Linked DNA regions of Sus scrofa: region 1 is linked to region 2. A link is a contact called in public Hi-C data. All regions are on one chromosome and are shown on one strand. Each heading gives the region's core, a stretch centred on a gene start, on an enhancer-like site or on the middle of the called end of the contact. The rest is flanking DNA. Distances are from core to core; before and after follow the strand shown.

What was found. Hi-C and Micro-C count contacts between places; a contact is called where the count stands out from the background.
Region 1: a Hi-C map of liver shows a contact between it and region 2, with 7 times the contacts expected there. The contact joins the promoter of RBL2 here to the promoter of FTO in region 2. A contact is called at or near these places in 3 of 47 Hi-C or Micro-C datasets (heart right ventricle, liver and skeletal muscle).

Annotation. Positions count from the first base shown.
Region 1 is chr6:31,797,120-31,803,743 of Sscrofa11.1, reverse strand. RBL2 (retinoblastoma-like protein 2) reads left to right here and starts at 1,697. Exons shown (of 22, transcript XM_021094168.1): 1 at 1,697-2,078; 2 at 3,075-3,205; 3 at 6,456-6,624. The coding sequence starts at 1,839.
Region 2 is chr6:31,559,032-31,566,001 of Sscrofa11.1, reverse strand. It overlaps FTO (fat mass and obesity associated), which reads left to right and starts at 1,328. Exons shown (of 9, transcript NM_001112692.1): 1 at 1,328-1,386. The coding sequence starts at 1,342. RPGRIP1L (protein fantom) reads right to left here and starts at 1,065. Exons shown (of 25, transcript XM_021097100.1): 1 at 960-1,065.

The DNA of each region.
Region 1 (6,624 bases), core at 448-2,947, 240 kb before region 2:
AGTTACAATGCCAGATCCTTAAATTACTATACCCCAGGGGAACTCCTGAACTTTCTGAAAATAAAAAAAAATATATATATATATATATTTTAGGGCCGCGCCCACGGCATATGGAAGTTCTCAGGCTAGGGGTCAAATCAGAGCTACAACTGCTGCCCTAAGCCACAGCCACAGCAATGGCCAGATCTGAGCCGAGTCTTCAACCTATACCACACTTCACGGCAACGCCAGATCCCCAACCCACTGAGTGAGGCCAGGGATCAAACCTGCAACCCCATGATTTCTACTCGTATTCGTTTCTGCTGCGCCACAACAGGAACTCATAAAAAATATATTTTTGATCCACAAATGATTGAACCTGTGGATGCACAACCTTTGCAGACTGAGGGCCCACTGCATCTTTTACATATCATGGGTGTTTTTCTTAATGACCTGTACATATTCCTTTGAAATGTAGTCATCAGGAAGGATATGGCCTCATCTCCCAGTCTCTGTGGGAGGATTGTCTTCTTCTTCTTCTTTTTTTTTTTTTTTTTGTCTTTTTGCCTTTTCTAGGGCCGCTTCCCTCGGCATATGGAGGTTCCCAGGCTAGGGGTCTAATTGGAGCTGTAGCTGCTGGCCTACACCAGAGCCACAGCAACTCCGGATCCAAGCCGTGTCTGCGACCTACATCACAGCTCATGGCAACGCCAGATCCTTAACCCACTGAGCAAGGCCAGGGATCCTTAACCCACTGTGCCACAATGGGAACTCCAGGGAGGGCTGTCTTCTAACTTCAACAAACTGACAACTAGCAGAACCTGGTGGCCTAATCACATTCATACTCACCAATCCTTCCTACTTTTTTTTCTTGAGCTCTGCTCTCGCACCATCTCTTCTCCTTCATCTCTCCTTTAAAACCTCAATCATCTCTGCACAAATCAAAACAGAACCCAGTTCTTCCCCCTAATGTCAGTAGTGATGGAATAAAATATTTTCATCCCTTTCACTGATGAAAGCTTCCTCTTGGAGAAGAGGCTTCTCCAAGGGACCTGGGCTTCCTCACAGTATGGTGGCTGGGTTTAGAGATTCAGTGGAAAGAGAGAGAGAAGTGACCCCATACAAAACTTCAATGCCTTAAGACTCCTAGTGCATGAAAATGTTTTATACTGTACCCCCTGTAAATCCATAAGGATTGGAAATATAGGGATTCATAAAGATTTGAACAGAGATAGCAAAATGAAAATAAAAGAATGAATTTAAAGCAACGGAGTGACTAAGAATAGTACAAATACAGTCACCTGTAGGTGAAGATAAATTCACCCTATGGGGAAAAAAGAATTAATACTTAAAAAAAAAATCCAATAATTACTTGAAAGTCTCACATGAAATTTAAAAACAGTAAAAAACTAAAAGAGACCCCTAAATTTGAATTTAGGCAGACTCTTACTATAATATTTATTTTTTAGATAAGGACGCGCAGGTGATGGGTATTCTGGGGACATCTTGGACACTACACCTTCTCAAGTCAATGTTTCTTGGATGGTTTCTCTTCAATACAGCCCTGCAAAAATGGTCTCTCTATGAGGAGGTACCTGAAATATACAAAAGTCCCTTTTATTTAACCCGGAGGGAGACGACACGAGATGATTTTTAAAATATGATTTTTGATCCCCGTGGGCTGGACTACATTTCCCAGCAGGCCTCACTCGGAACTACGGGTGCCGACGTGAGGTCTAGCGCCGTTGGCGGCGGCGCAGTCTTGAAGCGGGCGGCGGACAGGCGGGCGCTTTGCGGTTTGAATGGCTGCGGGCCCGGGCCCTCGGCTCACCTGAGGACCGGCCGCCCAGGTGTGCACTATGCCGTCGGGAGGCGACCAGTCGCCGCCGCCCCCTCCTCCCCCTCCGGCGGCGGCGGCCTCGGACGAGGAGGAGGAAGACGATGGCGAGGCGGAGGACGCCGCGCAGCCTTCTCGGTCGCCAGCCCCTCAGACCCAGCAACGGTTTGAAGAGCTGTGCAGCCGACTGAACATGGACGAGGCGGCGCGGGCGGAGGCCTGGGACAGCTACCGGAGCATGAGCGAGAGCTACACGCTGGAGGTGAGCCCGGGGGAGGAGACCAGCGGCTTTCTGGGCCTAGTGGTCGCGCCTCGCCTCCGGGGACGGGGCCCCATCTCACCCCGGCTAGGACGCCCTGCGGGGGGATCCCCCGGGCCGACCCCAGCCTTGAGCCGGGAGGGAAACCTCTCTGCGCAGCTTCGTTCTGGAAACCTGGCTCTTGAAAAACTCTTGACGGTCCGGAAAGTGAACCCTGACTCGCTGCTCTTCCCTCTCCGGTTCCGAAGGGAGAACAGCCCTTGCCCTAAAGTAGCACTGCGAGGCTGAGGTTGGGCTGGAGTCCAATTACAAAAACACAACCACCTTGTTGGCAGAATGAACAGGTGCAGTTGTCAAGATCAAGACCATACTCGGGGGGGTGGGGGTGGGGTGCAGGGACTTGCCTACGTTCGCACCGAGATTAACCCGATTTTAGCGCCTGCGTTTCCAGGCTTCTTCAGTTCTTTTCCTCTTGTAGCAAATTGCTTTCGTTCAGGCAGTGTATCCGTTTGAGTACATTGTTAACGTTTCGGGCTGTGTTTATGTATGTGTAAACAAAGACGAATCTTCCGTAGAGCAAAAGAAACGAGCTTTCTGCCTGCCTAGATATAGACTCACGTCTCTAGGAAGTCAGAAATGGGGCGACCTTGGGGACCTTTTGGTCCCCCCAGACATTGCACAGGACTCTTATAGTCGCTGTGATCAAGGTGTGTTTTGTCTCTTTCTTTGGACGGGGCTTGCAGAGGAGAAAAATGGCCATTCTAGCCAGTGAGGCTCTACTCTGTAGGCACCTCCCCTTTATGGGCCAATGGGAAGTGACACGGAAGTCTACATTGTTTATCTGCTGTTTGACTGCCTGTTTGAGTGGTATTTAAACAGGAGGCCATATGATTTTCTTAAGTTATTTTATAGTTTATGGCAAGTAGGCGAATAGGCTCAGAATGGGAAGGTCTAACTGAGGTGTTATTTAACTAAAATCAGTTTTCTTTTATGTTACAGGGAAATGATCTTCATTGGTTAGCATGTGCCTTATACGTGGCTTGCAGAAAATCTGTGCCAACTGTAAGCAAAGGAACAGTTGAGGGAAACTATGTATCTTTAACCAGAATCCTGAGATGTTCAGAGCAGAGGTAACTCAGCTATATTAGAGTTTGTAGTGTGACTAATATAAAAGCTTATAAATCACAGTGACCATGAGAATTCTCTTTATTTATTATTTTCTGAGCATTTGTACCTATGGAGTGCTAAATTTAGAAGCTAGGTCATGGTTTTCCTTTACCACATCTAAGTTAGTATCCATTATATGTTATTTATTTGTCAAAAAGTATTTACATTTTATTTTATTTTATTTTGCTTTTTAGGGCCACACCCGTGGCATATGGAAGTTCCCAGATTAGGGGTCAAATAGGAGCTGTGGCCTACGCCACAGCAATGCCAGATCTGAGTTGCATCTGCGACCTACACCACAGCTCACAGCAACCCTAGATCTTAACCCACTGAGCAAGGCCAGGGATCAAACCCACATCCTCATGGATACTAGTTGGGTTCATTACTGCTGAGCCATAATGGGAACTCCTTAAATTTTAATGTACTGGGCATTTGTATAAAGTGTTTACTATTAAAGGTTATGACTCATCCTTATGTAATATTGGGAGAATTCTAAATAAGGATATTCTAAAATGAAAAGGTAATAAAATATTATATGGTGTTAAATTTAGAGCTACGTACACAAGACTTGTATCTTATATATGGAACATGTAAATACTTAGTTTCCTCTTTGGAGGATAAGCAACAGTGTTATAATCAATTATACAAAAGTTCAAATGGTGTTTTAAAGAGGAGGTAGAAACTGCTTTTTCTGTTGATTGATTACATTTATCATTTATGCCTTTTGAGTTAATTTTCTCAAATTAAAGACTGGTGGAAAAAGAATGTTTGGCATTTTGGAGGAAATACCAAAATTTATCTTCCTAATGGCTTAAAAAAATCACTATTAAAATATTTTACAATAAATTTGTAAAATAAATTACAAGAACTATAATCTTTTAGCTGTGGCCTTTTTTTTTTTTTTTTTTTTTTTTTTTTTTTTTTTTTTTAATGGCTGCACCCATGGCATATGGAAGTTCCCAGGCCAGGGATTGAATTCAAGCCACAACTATGACCTGTGCAGCTGCAGCAGTGCTGATCCTTTAACCCACTGCACTGGGCTGGGGATTGAATCTGTGCCTCTGCAGCAACCTGAGCTGCTGCAGTTGGGTTCTTAACCCACTGCCCCATAGTGGGAACTTCATCTAGTCTATTTATTAACCTTGAACTTCATCCTGAGTTATATTTAGGCCTAAGAACAAGAGGGAGTACATAAAGAGTTGAACACCTGGGCTGTAAACCTGCAAAAGAGAAGTGGTCTTTCTTTTATTTTCTTTTTTTATGGCTGCACCTGCAGCATATAGCATATGGAAGTTCCAGGGCTAGGGGTTGATTGGGAGCTGCAGCTGCAGGCCTGTGCCATAGCCACAGCAACAGTGGATCCAAGCTGATTCTGTGACCTACACCGCAGCTTGCAACAATGTGGGATCCTTAATCCCCTGAGCAAGGCCAGAGATCAAACCAATGTCCTCACAGAGACAGTGTCATTGAGTTCTTAACGCACTGAGCTGCAACAGGAATTCCCAGAAGTGGACTTTAATAAGGTACAAAAGTATAATCATTATGAAAAAGAAAAGTAGAGGCAGAGTAATCCAGTCAAGTGACAGATAAGGAACTTTATTTATTTATTTATTTATTTTGCCATTTCTTGGGCCGCTCCCTCGGCATATGGAGGTTCCCAGGCTAGGGGTCGAATCGGAGCTGTAGCTGCCAGCCTACACCAGAGCCACAGCAACGCAGGATCATTAACCCACTGAGCAAGGGCAGGGATCGAACCCACAACCTCATGGTTCCTAGTCAGATTCATCAACCACTGCGCCACGACGGGAACTCCAGATAAGAAACTTTAAAAGCAAAAGTCAAATTATGGAATCATCATTTTCAGCTATAGTAAACTAAACTTATCTAATGTTTTAATATAAGTAATGTCTTAGACTTCAGTTTTATTTCCATTTCAAAAGCTCAGTTTTTATTTTAAAATTTTTACCTATGGGTTCAGATTATTTACTTTTCTGCTGGACTAAATGGATTAAAAACAAAGAGCACACTGGGGGAAGATATTTACAATGTAACAAAAGATCAGTATCCAGAATTATGTTAAGAACTAACAAATAGTTAAGTGATTGACAAATAGCTGCTAAAAAATGGGAAAGGTGTACGATTTCACAAAGATCTAAATTCACCTAGCTAATAGATCTAGGCAAAGATGTTCAGTCTTGCTAATAACCAAGGAAGTTTAAGATAATATTTCATTCTCATCAGATTGGGGAAATTTGAAGTCTTATAATAGCAAATTTGGTCACTATGTAGAGAGACAAGGACTCTGTACTGCTAGTGTACCTTGGGGAGAGTGTAAATTGGCACAATCACTTTAGTGGGAAATTTGGCAGTGGCTAGTAAAGTTGAAGATGCATATTCTCTGACTCAGCAATTCTACCTCTTGGAGTATTTCTTAAAGAAACTCAAGCATGCATGTTAATTACACATTTTTGATTAAAATGAAAAATCAGAAACCTCAATTTCCATTAGTTGGAGAATGAATACGAAAAGTGGCAGTTCATAGGAAGGAATATTTTTAGCAATTAAAATGAATGAATTAGATCTAAGTGTATCAACATTAATCTTATAAACATTGAATGAAAAAGCCAGTTGTAGAATGCTCCTTACAGTATGGTACCATTTATATAAAATTTTAAAACCACACATTAGAAAAGATACTACTGTTTGGGGATGGAGATATAATCACATAGTAAGTGTAAAAACGTGGATAAAGAGGACTCAGACTGTAGAATGGTGGTTGTCTTTGGGGAACAAGAGTGGGGAATGGAATTGGGGAAAAGTACAAATGGGAACTCTGGCCGTTTCTATAGAATCTAAAGCAAGTATGTCAACATTTATTTGATATGTTAATATTTGTTAAATCTGGCAATTGGTACCTGAATGTTGGTTATGTTCTCTAATTACTTATTTTGTATTATACAATTAATAATTTTTGAAAAAATTTTCAGGTAAACTGAGCAAAAGAGATTAGGAAAATTAGATTTGGAAGATGAGAAAAAAAAATCAACCAGCCTGTGAGATTAAGCTAGTCAGAGGCATGAGCTGTGATTCTATATCACTTTCTAAAAGTAATATAATTTAATGAGTTAGTTTTGATTTGCTTTTATTATCTATATTTGTATATTTTACCTTTGTGTTAATTACAAACATAGCATTTTTTATTTTTAATAACAGCTTAATTGAATTTTTTAACAAGATGAAGAAGTGGGAAGACATGGCTAATCTACCCCCACATTTCAGAGAACGTACTGAGAGATTAGAAAGAAACTTCACTGTTTCTGCTGTAATTTTTAAGAAGTATGAACCCATTTTTCAGGACATTTTTAAATATCCCCAAGAGGAG
Region 2 (6,970 bases), core at 79-2,578:
TCTAGTGGTCAAGAGATGATGTTAAACATTGAACCACAACAAAGAACTATGTGGCCTCAAATGTTAATAGAGCCAAGGTTGAGAAACCCTGCACGGGGCTGCAATGTCTCTCCAATATCTTTTCAGGCAATCCCTCCTGGCTCATTATGCACCACTCACACTATTCTCTAGGTTCTTTGAATTCACAGTATCCTTGTCTTGCCCAAGGCCTTTGCATGAGGTGGCTCCTCATTCTTTGGTGTCCAGCTCAAATATCACTTCCTCAGAGAGGCCTTCCCTGATCTTCCTATGTTAGAGTACCCTTCCTTCCAAGTTCAGCACCATTTGTTTCTTGTATAGCAATCAGCTCGATATGAAATAATCTTATTTACTAGTTCGTTACTATTTCATCTTCACTAATAAAGTATAAGCGTCTTAAGACCCGCATCAGTCCTGTTCATAGCTGGTCGGAACAGTGCCTAGCACAGAGTGGGCACCTACATTGTTTTATGGAATGAATAATTGAATACCTGCCACTAAGACTAAAATGGTAAACAAAGACTCCCACCTTGATAGATTATGGGGTAATCACGATAAACAAATAATTGTAAATAACTGAGCAAACAAAATGTCACTCAAGAGGCTTATTAGGGTTTCCCAACGAACTCCTAACCCAGGACAAATAAGCATACTGTTTCTGGGACCTACTTAAAGAAGGACCTAGCTAGTCATGGCAATTAGCATTAGCTCTCGAGAGCTAGGTTTCAGGGCTAGGATAGAAAATTTCAAACCGGTGCGGGGCGTGGGAATAATATAGGCTGCCTGTGATTCAGGCCTGAGGAAGTGGTGTCTCGGGCCGGGCTGCTCTTCACGCGAGCAGAACTCCAGGGTCTTCTCCAGATGGTAGAGCAGACCCCAGGACCGTGGCCCGTGCTGCAGATCTGCCCCCTTCCTCCCCTGTGCTCCCCCAGAATACTCACCGCCACTCTCTCTCAGCCGCTAGTTACCGTTGCTATAGCGCCGACGGCAAGTGGGGCGGCTGGCCGAGAGGAGCACGGGAAAAAACATGGCAGGCTCCGTTGACTCCTGGGAAATGTAGTTCTCCTCGGGCCGTGGCCCTCCTGCTCGCTGCGCTGCGGACTACGATCACCCAGCTGTTGGACCTGGGAAATTCTCTTGCTCCAAACCCCGAGGCTAATTCCGGCGTAGCCGTGGTGCGCTCTGGGAGTGGTAGTTCTCGCGGCTCCGAGAGCGAATGGCGCCAGGCGGGAGCAAGATCCCGAGAGAACTACACAGAGGAGGCGGGGTCCAGGGCGCGGAATCTACGCGGCTAGCAGTGGCGAAGGAGGCTATAGCAGCAGCATGAAGCGAACCCCAACCGCCGAGGAACGAGAGCGCGAAGCTAAGGTATCTTGGGCTCCTCAGAGTCTGGGATCTTTCATGCACTTGTAATGGGGGCTGGGAACCCGAAGGACTTGGTTGGATGGCGAGCGCACCCACGATCTTAAGCCAAGGGATGACAAGGCCTTGTTAGCAAGGGAACCAGAGACTTTGGGGGTTGTAAATTCGTGCTGTTTGCAGGCCTAGTCCCGTTGGATCAGCTCACATGAGAATCTAGACACCCCTTTCCTTGTCCTGCTTCTGCATCTAATTCCTTGATTAAATTTGTAGCTACTCTTGTGCCTCAGTTTACCGGACTCGAATATGCCTGTGATCGTAACAGTTGTGCTTCCTCTTCGGTAATGATTTCTGAGGACTGGGGTAGATGTAGGTGAAATATCTGTGTATTCAGCTGTGCTGTTTTCAAACAGTGTATGTTCTGTGTCTTCATCACAGCGGATAGGATCTTTAACTACACTCCTATTTTCTCCTTTTGGGGTTCATCCTGTAACAGTTGCTTGTTCCATGGGATGACAGTAGTCACAGTAATAGAATTTTTTAAAAATCATTTATTAGTGTCAGGCTCTGCGTTTTCATAATATTTGTATTATTTCATATTTTTTTATCACAGCAGATTGCAAGATAGATATTATACAGATGGAGTAACATCAATTCTGTTTTACAGAAGAAGACTTAAGCCTCAGAAGAACTGTTTCCCTCATTCCCCAAATCAAGTCGTGATTTGTCTAAATACATTGGTTCACTTTTTTCCATCTTTACCACCTTGGACCAAGCTACAATTACCTCTTCCATGGACTGTTCCAGTCGTCTCTTGGTCCATATTCACCTTACGCCTTGCTTCCTTTCTGTTGCTCTTCCCACACAACCAGTCTCTTCTCCACACTGCAGTGTGTGAGCTTTTCAAAATGCAAATCTAATCATGACTCTTTCCTTCCTAACTCCTCTGCCAGCCACCTGTTTAAAAATCTTTCATGGCTTTCCTTGCTCTTGGGATAAAGACAAAACTTCACATGGCCCACAGTGTTTTGCATGGTGTAGAACCTACCTGCATCATCCACAACCTCAAGGGATGTGACACCCTCCCTGCTCTCTGCCCATCAGCCACTTTGGCCTTCTTAGAAGTTTCTCTTTCCTGTGCTTTATTTGGTTACAGGGTCTTTACACATGCTGTTTGTTGCTCACTCTGTATTAGGTAGTTATTGGAAGTGAGAAGCATTGGTAAGTGAAGCAGACACCGTTTGTACTCTTATAGAATTTAGGGTCCTACAAGTGAACTCACTTTATCTTAGGGTAACACCTCTATGGATTTAAAATATAAAATGTGGGAGTTCCCGCTGTGGTACAGAGGGTTAAGAATCTGACTGCATGGAGTTCCGCTTGTGGCTCAGTGGAAACGAATCTGACTCGGATCCATGAAGACGCAGTTTCAACCCCTGGCCTCGCTCAGTGGGTTAAGGATCCGGCATTGTGAGTTGTGGTGTAGGTTGCAGATGCAGCTCGGATCTGGTGTTGCTGTGGCTGTGGTGTAGTCCCTATTTGACCCCTAACTTGTAAACCTCCATATGCCTCAGGTGCAGCCCTAAAAAGACAAAAAAAAAAAAAAAAAAAAAAGAATCTGTCAGAAGCAGCCGGGGTTGCTGTAAAGGCGCAGGTTCCATCCCTGGCCTGGCACAGTGGGTTAAAGCATTCAGTGTTGCTGCAGCTACAGCATAGGTTGCAGTATAGATTCAGTCCCTGACCTGGGAATGTCCATGTGCTGGGGGTGTAGCCTATAAAAAAAAATATGTGTATATATACACACATACATATATATAATATAGAATGTGTTCTATTATAGGACTTCCCTGGTGGCCTAGGGGTTAAGGATTCAGGGTTGTCACTGCTGTGGCTCAGATTCCATCTCAGGTCTGGGAATTTCAGCATGCTGCAAGCACAGCAAAAAAAAAAAGCGTCTATTTTGACCCAGGTTATAGCAACATTTCACTAGGGACCTGAAGTTTCCACGCTTGAGTCTGTATGTGATAAGGGCAGTATGTAAAGGTGGGTATGAAGGGGGAAGATCTTCTTGTGTTAGTCTACGTGCAGCAGTGCAAAGAAATGTCACACAGTGGTACTGTGCATGATGTCTCTTACCTTTTGGGTGTACATTTAAAGTTACTCATTTTTTTTCTGTAAAGATTTATTTTGCACCTATTATTGCCAGACACGTGACTATGATTTTGGCTAAGATAGATCCCTGCACAAAGAAGCTTTTACTCTATTGAAACCATAACGGTTGCCCGTGCAGTCTTTGTTAATATCATCCAGGAATTCCCTTTGTGGCTCAGCGGTTAATGAACCCACCAAGGATCCATGAGGATGCAGGTTTGATCCCTGGCCTCGCTTAGTGGGTTAAGGATTTGGTGTTGCTGTGAGCTGTGGTGTGAGCTGCAGATGATCCTGCGCTGCTGTGGCTGTGGTGCAGGCTGGCAGCTGTAGCTTCCAAGTTGACTCCTAGCCTGGGAACCTCCATATGCCACAAGTGCAGCCCTAAAAAGCAAAAAAGAAAAAATATATCATCCACATTTAATGGATTTTGAGACCAAGGCTGTAGACCTTTTAACTTGCCCAAGGCCACTTGGTTGCTGTGCAAAACTAGGGCCCAGACTCCAAAGCTTTTTTCTATCTTCTACTTGTGAAACATGTTGAATTCATATATCTAATTGTCTGACTGTGATCTTTATTTAAAATTTGTTTATTTATGAAACATTATTGGCTAGAACAAAGTATAGGAAATGGAGTTTTTTAATTTTTAATTTTTTAGGGCCGCACCTGTGGCATATGGAGGTTCCTAGGCTGGGGGTTGAACTGGAGCTGTAGCCTTTGACCTACACCACAGCTCACAGCAATGCCAAATCCTTGACCCACTGAGCGAGGCCAGGGATCAAAACTGCGTCCTCATGGATGCTAGTCAGATTCATTTCTGCTGAGCCACGACAGGAACTCCCAGGAAATAAAGTTTTAAATCTTAAATATAAGATATTCATTTACACGTGCATTATTTTCTCCTTTTTCTTTTTTTCTTTTTTTTTTTTTTTGTCTTTTGTTGTTGTTGTTGCTATTTCTTGGGCCGCTCCCGCGGCATATGGAGGTTCCCAGGCTAGGGGTCGAATCGGAGCTGTAGCCACCAGCCTACGCCAGAGCCACAGCAACACGGGATCCGAGCCGCGTCTGCAACCTACACCACAGCTCACGGCAACGCCGGATCGTTAACCCACTGAGCAAGGGCAGGGACCGAACCCGCAACCTCATGGTTCCTAGTCGGATTCGTTAACCACTGCGCCACGACGGGAACTCCATTTTCTCCTTTTTCTAATCACCTTTATTGAGGTGTAATTTACGTGTGGTAATTTGCACCCATTTGTAGGACCCAATTTGATGAGTCATGGCAGATGTATACCCCTGTGAAACCACTGTCACAGTTGATGTAGAGAGCATTTCAGTCTCTTCCAGCAGTTTCCTCTTGCTGATATGTAGTCAGTCTCTTCCTCCACCTTGGCTCCTAAGCAACTACTGGTAGGTTTTCTATGACTGTAGATGAATCTGTATTATCTAGAATTTTATATAGATAGAAGTATACTGTATGTATCTGCTTTCACTCGGCATAATTTTTGAGATTTTTTTTCATGTTGTTTGTATCAATAGTTCATTCCTTTTTCTTGCTGATAAGTCGTCTACCGTATGGCTTGACCCCATTTGTTTATTTATTTACTTGTTGCTGAACATTTGGATCATTTCTGGCCGAGGGCTGTTATGAAAAAAGCTGCTATGACCTTCATGGATAAGTCTAAGTTTTCATTTCTTTTGGATAAATACCCAGGAGCCCATTGGTGAGTCCTGTAGTAGTTCTGTGTTTCACCTTATAAGACCCTGCTAAACAATTTTCTGAAGTGGTTCTCCCATTTATATTGGTTTTCTAGGGCTGCTGGCACAAGCTACCACAAACTGGATGTTTTAAAACAAAATCGTATTAGCTCATAGGTCTAGAGATAGGTGTGGAATCAGGCTGTCAATAGGGCCTCTGAAGGCTCTAGAGGAAAATGCTTCCTTGTCTCTTCCAGCCTCTGATGCCTCTTGGCATTCCTTGGCTTGGGCTGTATAACTTGAACCTCTGTTCCCATCTGTCTTCCCATGGTACATTCTCTTTGTCTCAGATGTCTCTGACTTTTCTCTTGTAAGGACACCAATCAACACATTGCATTTGAGGACCTACCCTAAATCCAGGGTGCTCTTTATTTTGTATTCCTCAAGGTCCTTAACTTAATTACATCTGCAAAGCCCCTTTTTCCAAATAAGGGTAGAGGCACCAGTGGTCAAGACTTGGACCTATCTTTTTGGAGGATGCTATTCAAACCCACTACACCATTTTACATTTCCGTCAGCTGTGACGGTCCTAGTTGCTCCGTATCTTCATCGATACTTGTCTGTCTTTTAAATTTTGGCCATTCTGGCCATTCTAGTGGGCATGTGGTGGGATCTCATTGTGGTTTTAATTTGCATTTCAGTGATGACTAATGAGGGTGAATATCTCTTTTAAAAGTCTTTTTTCCGGAGTTCCCATTGTGGCTCAGCAGAAACGAATCTGACTAGCATCCATGAGGATGCCGCTTCCATCCCTAGCCTTGCTCAGTGAGTAAGGATCCAGCATTGCAGTGAGCCGTGGTGTAGGTTGCAGACGAGGCTCGGATCCTGCGTCACTTTGGCTGTGGTGTAGGCCAGTGGCTATAGCTCCAATTTGACCCCTAGTCTGGGAACCTCTGCTTATGCTGCACTTGCGGCCCTAAAAAGACAAAAAAAAAAAAGCTCTTTTCCATGTTGTAGCGTGTGTCATGACTTTTTGTTACTGAATAATGTATTCCGTTGTCCCAATGTACCACATTTTGTTTAAGCCACTCACTGGTTGATGGATATTTGGGTTGTTTCCACTATTTAGCTATTATGAATAATGCTGCTATGAACATTTGTGTTCAACTTTTTATATTTGTTTCTTTCCTTTTTATTTTAAAAACTATTTAAAATTTTTTGGCCACACCCACAGCACGTAGAAGTTCCTGGGCCAGAACAGTGACAATACCAGATCCTTAACCTACTGAGCCACAAGGGAACTCCTATTTCTATTTCTTGTAGGTAGATATCTAGGCATGGAATTGCTGGGCCACATGGTAAACTGCGTCTCATGTTTCAAGAACTGCTGTATTGTTTGTTACGGTCTGAATGTTTGTGTTGCCCCCCGATTCTCTTGCTGAAATTCTAACCCCAAGATGGTAGTATTAGGAGGTAGGGCCTTTCGGAGGTGATTAGATGGGTGGGGATGGAATCAGTGCCCTTCTAAAAGAGGTCTGAGAGAGCTCCCACACCCCTTCTGCTATGTGAGGATACAGGCTTTAAGCCGGGAGTCTGCAGTTGGAAGAGGGCCTTTACCAGAACCTGCGCATGCGGGTACCCGGATCTTAGACTTCCAGCTTTCAGACTGTGACAGTAAGTTTCTGTTGTTTATAAGCCTCCTAGTGTATGGTCTTTTGTTATAGCAGCCTGAGTGGACTAAGACATT